Linked DNA regions of Mus musculus: region 1 is linked to region 2. The links are chromatin contacts, called in public Hi-C maps. All regions are on one chromosome and are shown on one strand. The core of a region is the stretch at or near the end of the contact, and the rest is flanking DNA. Distances in the headings are between cores, read along the strand shown.

Region 1 (5,056 bases), core at 1,296-3,795, 3.7 Mb before region 2:
GTTACACAACAGAAAAACATGGAGAGCTCTCAAGGTTTGAAACAAAACCTCATCTCAAAGGACAATAATTATGAACTAGGAAAAACAAGTGGATAATCTATTGAGTTTGTAGACGTTGATATCCAACTCCTTTCCAATACTTAAATGCCCAAAAAATGTTCCTGATAGCTGAAATATGTACTAGAGATTCTATACAACCATTCATTCTGGGGTTCAGGAATCAGCTAGGTATAATAAACAATTATTAAATAATGGGCTAGAGATACATAGCTCATTAGTAATATGGTTGACTACCATATGCAAGGCCCTAGGCTCAGTCCTTAGCATTGTAAAGAAAAAAACAGATAGTATACAATAATAGATGGCTACACCTAAAAAGATGCTGAGAAAAAGGGATTCCATCACTTGTTTCTACTTTAAAACTCAGGTTACAGTCCTTACTGTCTATATTTAAACTCAATACGACACATAAGAGTCCCTTACAACTTGACACCAGCATCACCTTTACCAACCACACTTTCCTTTGTGCCAAGCCTTTTTCACCTGGTTGTAGCTCTCTCTACACATTATTATTACATTCTCATCTGTATTTTAATTAACTTGTCAACATCATAGCTTACTTCTTAATGGTCATATTTCTGTGCCCATGTAAGAGTCCAAGGAACTTAGCTTACTGGGGATCCCCTGAGCAAACCATGTGGAGCCAGGATCAATGCAAAAAGCAAGAGGAATTTATTGTTCCAGTGCACTGGGGTCGTCCCAGACCCGAAGGAGAGGCGGAGCAGCACCCGTTCAGTGAGTTTTTATAAGGTTTCCAGGAGGCAGAATAGAGCATCAGCAACTAGGCACAATATGATTGGCGAAACAGTGCACCCTTTAAACTGGTTGGTCTTTAGGGAATGAGGTAACAAGGACTTCCCTTGTCTGAAGGTGGGCAACAGTCCATCCTGTCGGTTCCACCCTGTGGTCTGAGAAATGTTAATTAACCTCTCCCTTCTGGAGGGGCAAGTGTTTCATAACCTTCCCAAAGGTCCTGAGCTGACCTTTACACCCAGTCTCTACAGGCAAATATATACATATGTGTGTGTATGTGTGTGTACACATACGTACGTGGGTGTATATGTTTGTGTATGAGAACTGTATGCCACATGTATAAAGGAGGATCCCCTAGAGCTGGAGTTCTACAGGTGGTTGTGGCCTAACACTGCTTCCAGGGAAGAGCAGGAAGTGCTCTTCAGCCCTGAGCCATCTTTGTAGCCCCAAGCCATCTCTCCAGCCCCAAGATATACCTTTTTAATAAAACGAATGTTCATTACACGGGTACTTTTAAGAAAAGCTGCCTAGTGAGCTGGGCCTGATGGTTCATGCCTGTATCCAGCATCAGGTGGTTGACACAGGTGGACTTAAAGGCCTGCCTGGGCTAAATAAATTCCAGGCAATTCAGGCTGCAAATGGGACTTCATTTCAAAAACAAAACAAACAAAATCAACAAAACCAAACTGCTCTCAGAAGAATTACAATGCCATAGCACAGTCTCTGTTCCCATAACATGAGGCAGACATTTGTTTCCTGCAACACATCTATGTAGGTGGCAGGGCACAATTTTTTTTTTTCTCAACAGAAAAAAAAAAAAGCATAACAGCTTTGTTACAAGATGATACGCCCACCATACTAGTAGGCCGACCTGAAATACCTATAATAACATACATTGGCAGAGCCTGGAACCTAAGCTGGTTAACAGCTACTGTACCTGTTGGTAGTGCGCCTCTTAAGTTTCAATATGCAAATCAATCACCTGAGACTTCTTTAAAACATACTCATAATGGCTGAGTCTACCCTCGGGGAAGGGAAGCCGCAGTGCTTACATATTTAATACAGTCCCCTCCCCGGAGATGCCACTATCTGGGTTCTACACCTAGGTCTTTAACTTAGACTAGAGCTGCCCACCAAAGTCCACAAGACACGTGGTGCTGCTGCTGTAAGACCCAAAAATCTGGCCACACTGGATGTAAGTGGTCTGTAAGGACACATCGCTTTCTAAATTTCGGAAGAAAAAGTATGCCGATCACATATACATAACTTGTAATGAGCTGATATTTTGTATTTGATAACGAGCTATTTTTTTAATTCGATGTGTGACATGCATTACACAGTACGACTGCGCCGCTTAACACTCCATTACGAGACTTATTAAAAAAAAAAAAAAAAGCCTCTCTCAGATAGTTGAAAAGTATAACTTTTATTGCCCTACCAGAAACAATACTTACTTTTTAAAAAGACCTTCACCGTCTTCTCACTTCTGCTCAAGCTCCACCTAGTTTTATTATCTCCCCTCCGATTCCCACGCTTGGGGATCTTATAGCCTCCAGAAAAACGATAACTAGAAAGCCGTTTCCAGCCCTGAGGTGTGGCAGGACCGGCTTCCCCGACCGAGAGTAAAGGGACCGGTATCGTCTCCGAGGCACTCCGCGGGCTCCTCCTCCAGTTCCAGAGGCGACCTCCCCAAGATGGCGGACCGCAAGGAGTCGCTTCCGCTTCCGGTGTGAGCAGCCCGGCCGGGGGGGCAAGATGGCGGCGGCAATAGGGGTCCGCGGCCGGTTCGAGCTGCTACCTCGCTCCGGCCCGGGTTGGCTTCTCAGCCTTTCCGCTTTGCTGAGCGTGGTGGCTCGAGGGGCCTTGGCCACTACGCACTGGGTCGTCACGGAGGACGGGAAGATCCAACAGCAGGTAGCGGCCAGGGTGCCCCCTCTCTGCCCGCGCCCGATCAGGGGGAATCCCGGAGCCGGGCCCCTGGGTGGCTCCGCGCGGCCCCGCCCCCAGCTTGGCTTCCCACGGTCCCGGCCCACGGGCCGAGGCTTCCTGCGCTCCGACCTGGCGCCGCCCCCTCCCCTCTGGTCCCCTCGCCCCGGCTCCGCCGTGGGGAACTTCTCAGCCTTCCACCTTGGGGCCGCGCGCCGTCCCGGAACCGACCCCGGGGAGCTGAGACTTGAGCTCCCGGGTTAGGAGTCACGGATTCATCATTAGTTCTGCCTTTGGAGCCGCTGGACCAGGACCCGCGCGCCACCACCTCTCCCCGAGGAAGTAGAAAGCAGGTGGCAGTGCCGGGGAGTGTGCGCGTCCCAGGCCGGTGACAGCCAGGGTGGCATTAGTGAATGGATGGATCTTTTAATGCGCCTCCTCCAGCCTTGTCTCCCACTGATGGGATTTGTTTCGCGATGTGGTGGTTTGAGGCTGTGCCGTTAGCCAGGTCATTAGGGGCTCTTTAAAGACAACCCATTCTTGCTCCTTCTGAAGGAATGCCAGAAGATGCATGCCTCTGGTGGCGGTGCCCGCATCATTCAGTTCTTAAGTGCCCTCATTTCCCGGTGTATTTTACATTGCTTCCTAGTTCCTTTGACCCAGCCCGGCACTCAGCATTTGCAGTTTACTAGATTACCTATGCTTGAACTGATTTCTCAGAGGAGTGACCGCTTTTCTTATATAACTTTCTGATGCCTGCATCTGCATTTGCTTTCATACTGCTGATGCTTTAAGGACTGCGTGTGTGTGTGTGTGTGTGTGTGCGTGTGTGTGTGTGTGTGTGTGTGTGTGTGTGTGTGCGCGCGTGCTCGCGCGCGTGCTTCACCACAGAATCTTGTAAACTTAATGACTTCCAGCGCTTGACAACAATCAGGAAATGTCCAGGAGCCATTTAAAAAGTGAAGTGTGTACCCCTTGCAATTTAAGCATACTGACTCATGTTTTAACCAAAGGCGAGAGAGAGAAACTGATCCTTTTGATTAACTGTAGAAACACATCGCATGGTTTATATTTAAGATGAGACATTTCACAATGCAGCAAACCTAAACAAAATTTTTAAAATGCCCACACTTTGTGTTTCCAGTGTACTCTTTCCTCGAGTGTATTTATATCAAACTCCCGATTTAAAGGATTTCTTTTTCATGGATATTAAGTTCAAGATCCAAGTTAATTTTCATTAGCCTCCAACTGAGAGTTTAAAAATGTCAGAACCCCTAGAAAAATACAGTAAGGCTGCCTTTCCAACGTAAGATTGGAAATCCTGCACCATCCCTGTTTTCATCTTTTGATTGCTGTTGGTGGTTTGCTGAGGTCCGCGTGAAGGGAGGCATTGAATTCAGTCACTTATGCTGCAATTTGGGGAGCCCTTCTCCCATTGGCTCCTTCGCTATATTGTTTCTGGCCACAGCTATTTATACTCGATGACATTGACTTCTCCTTCCCATTTTGGTGGCCTGCCACTCAGCCGGAAAAGAAATCCATCTGAAAAGTGAAGGTTAATTAACGGAAATGGATCATTTATATGTTGAATATTACAGTGGGAAGGTAAGATCGGATTTGTTTTTGTTCTTTAAAAAAAAAAAATGCCTTCTTTTACATATTGGATCTACATCTTAGAGGGGAATATATGGGTATTAGTACCTTGCCAGATCTTCTGAATCTCTGCCAAGTTCTCTCTTCAGTAAGTAATTAGACTTAAAGATAAGAAAGCACACCCTTTTTTATAACAGCCCTTCCCATTGACTTTTTCCAGTTCTTCATTGCACGTTAACAGTTGCAGCACTGGGTTCTGGCAGCCATGAACTTTTACTCTATAACAAATAAAGTTGATGCCAATGTGTAACAACTGGCGGGGGAAGGGTGTTAGAAGTAAAGTGGTGGTGTTAATCTAAGAGGAGACAGGTACAAATGAATAAAATAGGAATTGGATAAGGTGGGCAGCATTTGAGTTGGACTCCAGTAACTGCATAACTCCTGTGTCCTTTCCTGGCAATAAATGGAATTTGGGCAAAATCTAATAAACATTGTTTAGATTGCAGTCAGTGGTCACATTAGGGTACTCATTAGTACGTCAGTTTGTGGATACCGTAGTTCTGTTTGTAAATTTGGAACCATAGTTAGGATTGGACTAATATCGAATTAGTATCTTAATTTCTGCTGCTTGGTTCTTGGTTCTGTTACTTGATTAAGAAAAGAAGTATGGTTCCATTTTTAAAATACCCTAACAGCAAGGAGGATCTGTGGACAAACTTCAGTA
Region 2 (4,346 bases), core at 1,660-4,159:
GGTTGCCAAAATAATCACTGCTGCAAACACTTCAGCAGAGTGGACTGGGTAACTGTATGGGGTCAGGGGTGCATAAGAGGATTGGTCAGTTTATTTGATTGGTACCAACCAGGCAGTGTGGGAAATGAGCTGGATGTAGTGGAGCACACCTGTAATCACAGTCACAGGACTTGGGCAGCAAAGGCAGGAGTTATTAATAGTTAAAGGCCAACCTCAGCTAAATAAAAGGTTCTAGGCCAGCCTGGACCATGAGTCACTGGAGGAAAAGAACAATTCCGGAGGTCCTGAGTTCAAATTCAGCAACCACATGGTAGCTCACAACCATCAGTAATGAGATCTGGTGCCCTCTTCTGCAGGACACATGCAGGCAGAACACTGTATGCATAAATAAATAAATCTCAAAAACAAACAAACAGCCTTTCTCGCCCTCCCGCCCCCCCCCCCCCCCCGCCATCTTGGCGGCTGGTGTTGGTTGGGGGTTGTCCCGCACGTAAGGCAGGAAGATGGTGGCTGCAAAGAAGATGAAAAAGTCTCTGGAGTCGATCAACTCTAGGCTCCAACTTGTTATGAAAAGTGGGAAGTATGTGCTGGGCTACAGACAGACTCTGAAGATGATCAAACAAGGCAAAGCCAAGTTGGTTATCCTTGCCAACAACTGTCCAGCTTTGAGGAAATCTGAAATAGAGTACTATGCCATGTTGGCTAAAACTGGGGTCCATCACTACAGTGGCAATAATATTGAACTGGGCATAGCGCGGGGAAAATACTACAGAGTATGCACACTGGCTATCATTGACCCAGGTGATTCTGATATTATTAGAAGCATGCCAGAACAGACTGGTGAGAAGTAAACAAGAAAGTTTTCCTTTAATAAAACTTTGCCAGAGCTCCTTTTGAAAAAACAACAAACAAACAAACAAACAAACAAACAAAACACAAAAGGACCAAAAAGCCGGCAGGGAGATGACTCCCTTTGTAAAATGCTTAAGGACTTGCATTCGGAGCCCTCATAGCCATGTTTTGGCAGAGTATGAAGCACACTCATCTGTAACCAGCGCTGGGGGTGAAGTGGAGTGGTCAAGACAAGTGGACTGGAGGAGAAGAGGTGTCTGTGCAGTCCATCTACCTGAACAGTTAAAAGTTCGGGTTCACACCGGGCGTGGTGGCCCACGCCTTTAATCCCAGCACTTGGGAGGCAGAGGCAAGCGAATTTCTGAGTTCAAGGCCGGCCTGGTCTACAAAGTTCCAGGACAGTCAGGGATATACACAGAAACCCTGTCTCGAACTGCCCCCCCCCCCCAAAAAAAGTTTGGGTTCACTTGAGACACTCTCAAAAAATAGATAAACAAGTTATGTGGCCCAGCCTTAGAAGCACGAATGTGTGTCTGCAGCCATAAATAAACTTTCATGTTACTTAAAAGTTTATACACAGCAAGCCCTCAGGAAAGATTTATTTATTTTTTGTTAATCCATTTTTGTAAGCCAAGAGTGGAACCCAGAGTTTTGCATCTCACCACTGATATGCAACCCCAATCCTAGAAAAGCTTCAACGACTTTTTATGAGAAATAATAAATTAGCAACATTTAACCATCCAACAACCCAGCTGCACACTTTTATCTTTCAACTTAATAAAAGATATTTTAAGGGAAAGGCAAAAACAACAACAAAAATCTCTACCTGTTGCCTTGACGGCTGTCGGTCTGGTGGTCATGACTGGTGTTGGAGGGTTCTGAACAACGTTGGGGACCTCCACCACCACTTCTTGTTCATCTGTATTTGGAATGCACAAAAGGAAGCTGCAGTCAGTCAGTGGGCCAGGGTCCAAAGCTTGACCTTCAGCCTGAATCAACTTATAAAACCAGCGTGTATCACTGATGCAAACTAAGAAGACAAAAAACAAGCTGATCTACCCTTCCATTCATTTAGTGGTAGCGACAGTAAGAACGTGAACACTATGAAAATGGCACCTGCAATACTTAACAATTAACATGCATAAATACTTCTGCACGTTTCCACACGTTATGTACATCCTATTAATCTGATTCTTAATGTTTGATACAGTATAGCTTCTCCGGCATCTACTCCATGCAATTGTTACCCTAAACCCAAACACAATTCCAGAAAAGCCCACACACAGGTTTTGTCACTTTCCCTTAAGTCTGGGGTTACCGATGCTTTGTCTAGCATAAGAAAAAAATATGGGTTTGTTCACTTCTAAAGAGTGGTGTCTCCATTTCAACAAAAACGAAACCAAGCGTGACAAGTAGAGAAGGCCAGGTTCAACCGCCTCAAGGCTCGCACGTGGAAATTGCCCTCCACCTTCTGCGTTATTAAGATCGAAGGGAGTCATCTAGGAGACATTTGGGGTCCCAAGCCTCGGTGGACGGCACAGGTTCCGGGGAGAAACCCCTGCACCGCAAAGGCGCCTCAGATGAGTCCGGGCCCGGCCTTCCGCCTCCCAGAGTCCCCGACCGCCGTCCCGCGGGCCCCAGATCGCTGGCAGCCGAGGTGTACCTCGCCCGCCAGGGTTTCTCTTCTTCACCGGGTCCGAAGAGACACCCGGGAACCTAGGCCGCAAGCCCCGTGCTCGAGTTTCAGACGTCCCAAATAAAAGCAGGGCTCCTCTCGCGCGCCCTTACCTTCTGAAGGCGAGTCCTCTGGGGCAGCGGAGGCAGGCACCGCGGGCGACGTCGCGGCCGCCGCCGTCGCTGCTGCCGGCGCTGACTGGCTTGTCGCCGCCGCAGTCGAATCTGCCTCGGGATCCGGATCGGGGTCGGGATCCCGGCCCGGGGTGCTGCTCCGAGGACCCGGTGGAGAGAGCTGCAGGATAGGCCTGCGGCCGGGTACCGCCCGGGACTTCTTCCCCATCATGAGCCGGAGCGCGAGCAGCGAACGACGGCAGATTAGTGGGGCGGGCGCACAGCGCCCCGGTGCGTAATCAATATTCATGAACCGTGGCACCGCCTCCCGAGGAGATCCGCTTTTAACCGGCGCGGTGCACTTGCGCATGCGGCCTGCGCCCCGGTGCTTTTACGCACGTTCCGCTCCATCCATGGTGGGTGGGCTTTGTTCAGGGAAAAGGCGATTGGCTGTTTTGACTTGAGACGGACTCGGTAGCCAATAGCAAAGGGAAAAGACAGGACTTCGCGCCAATAGTGCGGAAGGGCCCGCGGTGTGTGCGACTTCCTTAGACTGGGGTTGCACCATGCGCTGTTAGCCAAGTCTTTTCTTTAGGGCTTTGTCCGCCATCTTGTAGCTATTTTCAGCTGCTTATTGCTGTTTGTCTTTGAGGAAGATAAAGATACATTGCACCCTTCTGCAAGTTCTCTTGGTTATTGTAGCTTCTTTGGGGTATAGTATTAAACAATGATGATGCTGGGTGTTTATACATCGGTAGGCTTTTTCTGTTTTGTTTTGGTTTTGTTTTTGATTTTCGAGACAGGGTTTCTCTGTGTAGCCCTGGTTGTCCTGGAACTCACTTTGTAGACCAGGCTGGCCTGGAACTCAGAAATCCGCCTGCCTCTGCTTCCCAAGTGATGGGTTTACGGTAGGCTCTCTCCCCACTTTCTTGCTCCAGCCCCGCTCGCCCCAACCCAAAGGTTTATTTATTTATTAAATGTAAGTAAACTGTAGCTGTGATACACAAGAGGGTATCAGATCTCATTACAGATGGTTGTGAGCCACCATGTAGTTGCTCGGATTTGAACTCAGGACCTTTGGAAGAGCAGTCAGTGCTCTTAACCGCTGAGCCATTTCTCCAGCCCCAGTAGGCTCTTTAAAACGAAATACGACGTGATTAGTAGGGAAAATGACTGGACCTTGGAAACAGTCAAACTGTTCATATGGGATACCGAAGCCTTACCTCATCCTACTTCTGTAAACACTACTTTTTTGCCCTACCTCCAACTCCTCCACCTTGAGGCTGAGCTCTTTACATTTTGAGTCTTCCTTGTTCCCCATTCCTAGAGTCAGGTGACATCCTGAGTCATTAATGTTCTCCCCAGAGATAGTTACCACGCAAGATAATGCTGATTTTCTCCAGGACCCACTCCTTCCACCCATCCCTGATTGCTTCTAGACTAATGACAGCAGGCCAGAAGATGAGAAATAATGCCTAAAGATGGTGCACTGTACTCCTGGAGAGCTACTGAAGTGTTCTAATAACACTGGAAGTAGTTGTCATGGTTCATGTCTATAATTTCAGTGGAGACAGAGGTAGGAAGATTTCAAGTGAGTCTAGCCAGGTATGCATATTACCAGAGCTTACAAAGTGAGATCTTGTCTCAAAGATAACAATAATAACAATAAATTAATAAAATAATAATAATACAAGGAGAAATCTGGG

The links. Hi-C and Micro-C count contacts between places; a contact is called where the count stands out from the background.
Region 1: a contact with region 2 is called in a Hi-C map of CD8 T cells, with 5 times the contacts expected there. The contact joins the promoter of Ttc17 here to the promoter of Fnbp4 in region 2. A contact is called at or near these places in 1 of 39 promoter capture datasets (pre-B cells), 2 of 484 Hi-C or Micro-C datasets (CD4 T cells and CD8 T cells) and 1 of 9 other capture datasets (adipose tissue).

Annotation. Positions count from the first base shown.
Region 1 is chr2:94,404,178-94,409,233 of GRCm38.p6, reverse strand. It overlaps Ttc17 (tetratricopeptide repeat domain 17), which reads left to right and starts at 2,545. Exons shown (of 25, transcript NM_183106.2): 1 at 2,545-2,727. The coding sequence starts at 2,569. 2810002D19Rik (RIKEN cDNA 2810002D19 gene) reads right to left here and starts at 2,527. Exons shown (of 2, transcript NR_027831.1): 1 at 2,268-2,527.
Region 2 is chr2:90,744,121-90,748,466 of GRCm38.p6, reverse strand. It overlaps Fnbp4 (formin binding protein 4), which reads right to left and starts at 2,909. Exons shown (of 17, transcript NM_018828.3): 1 at 2,641-2,909; 2 at 1,679-1,771. The coding sequence starts at 2,869. It also overlaps the pseudogene Rpl30-ps3.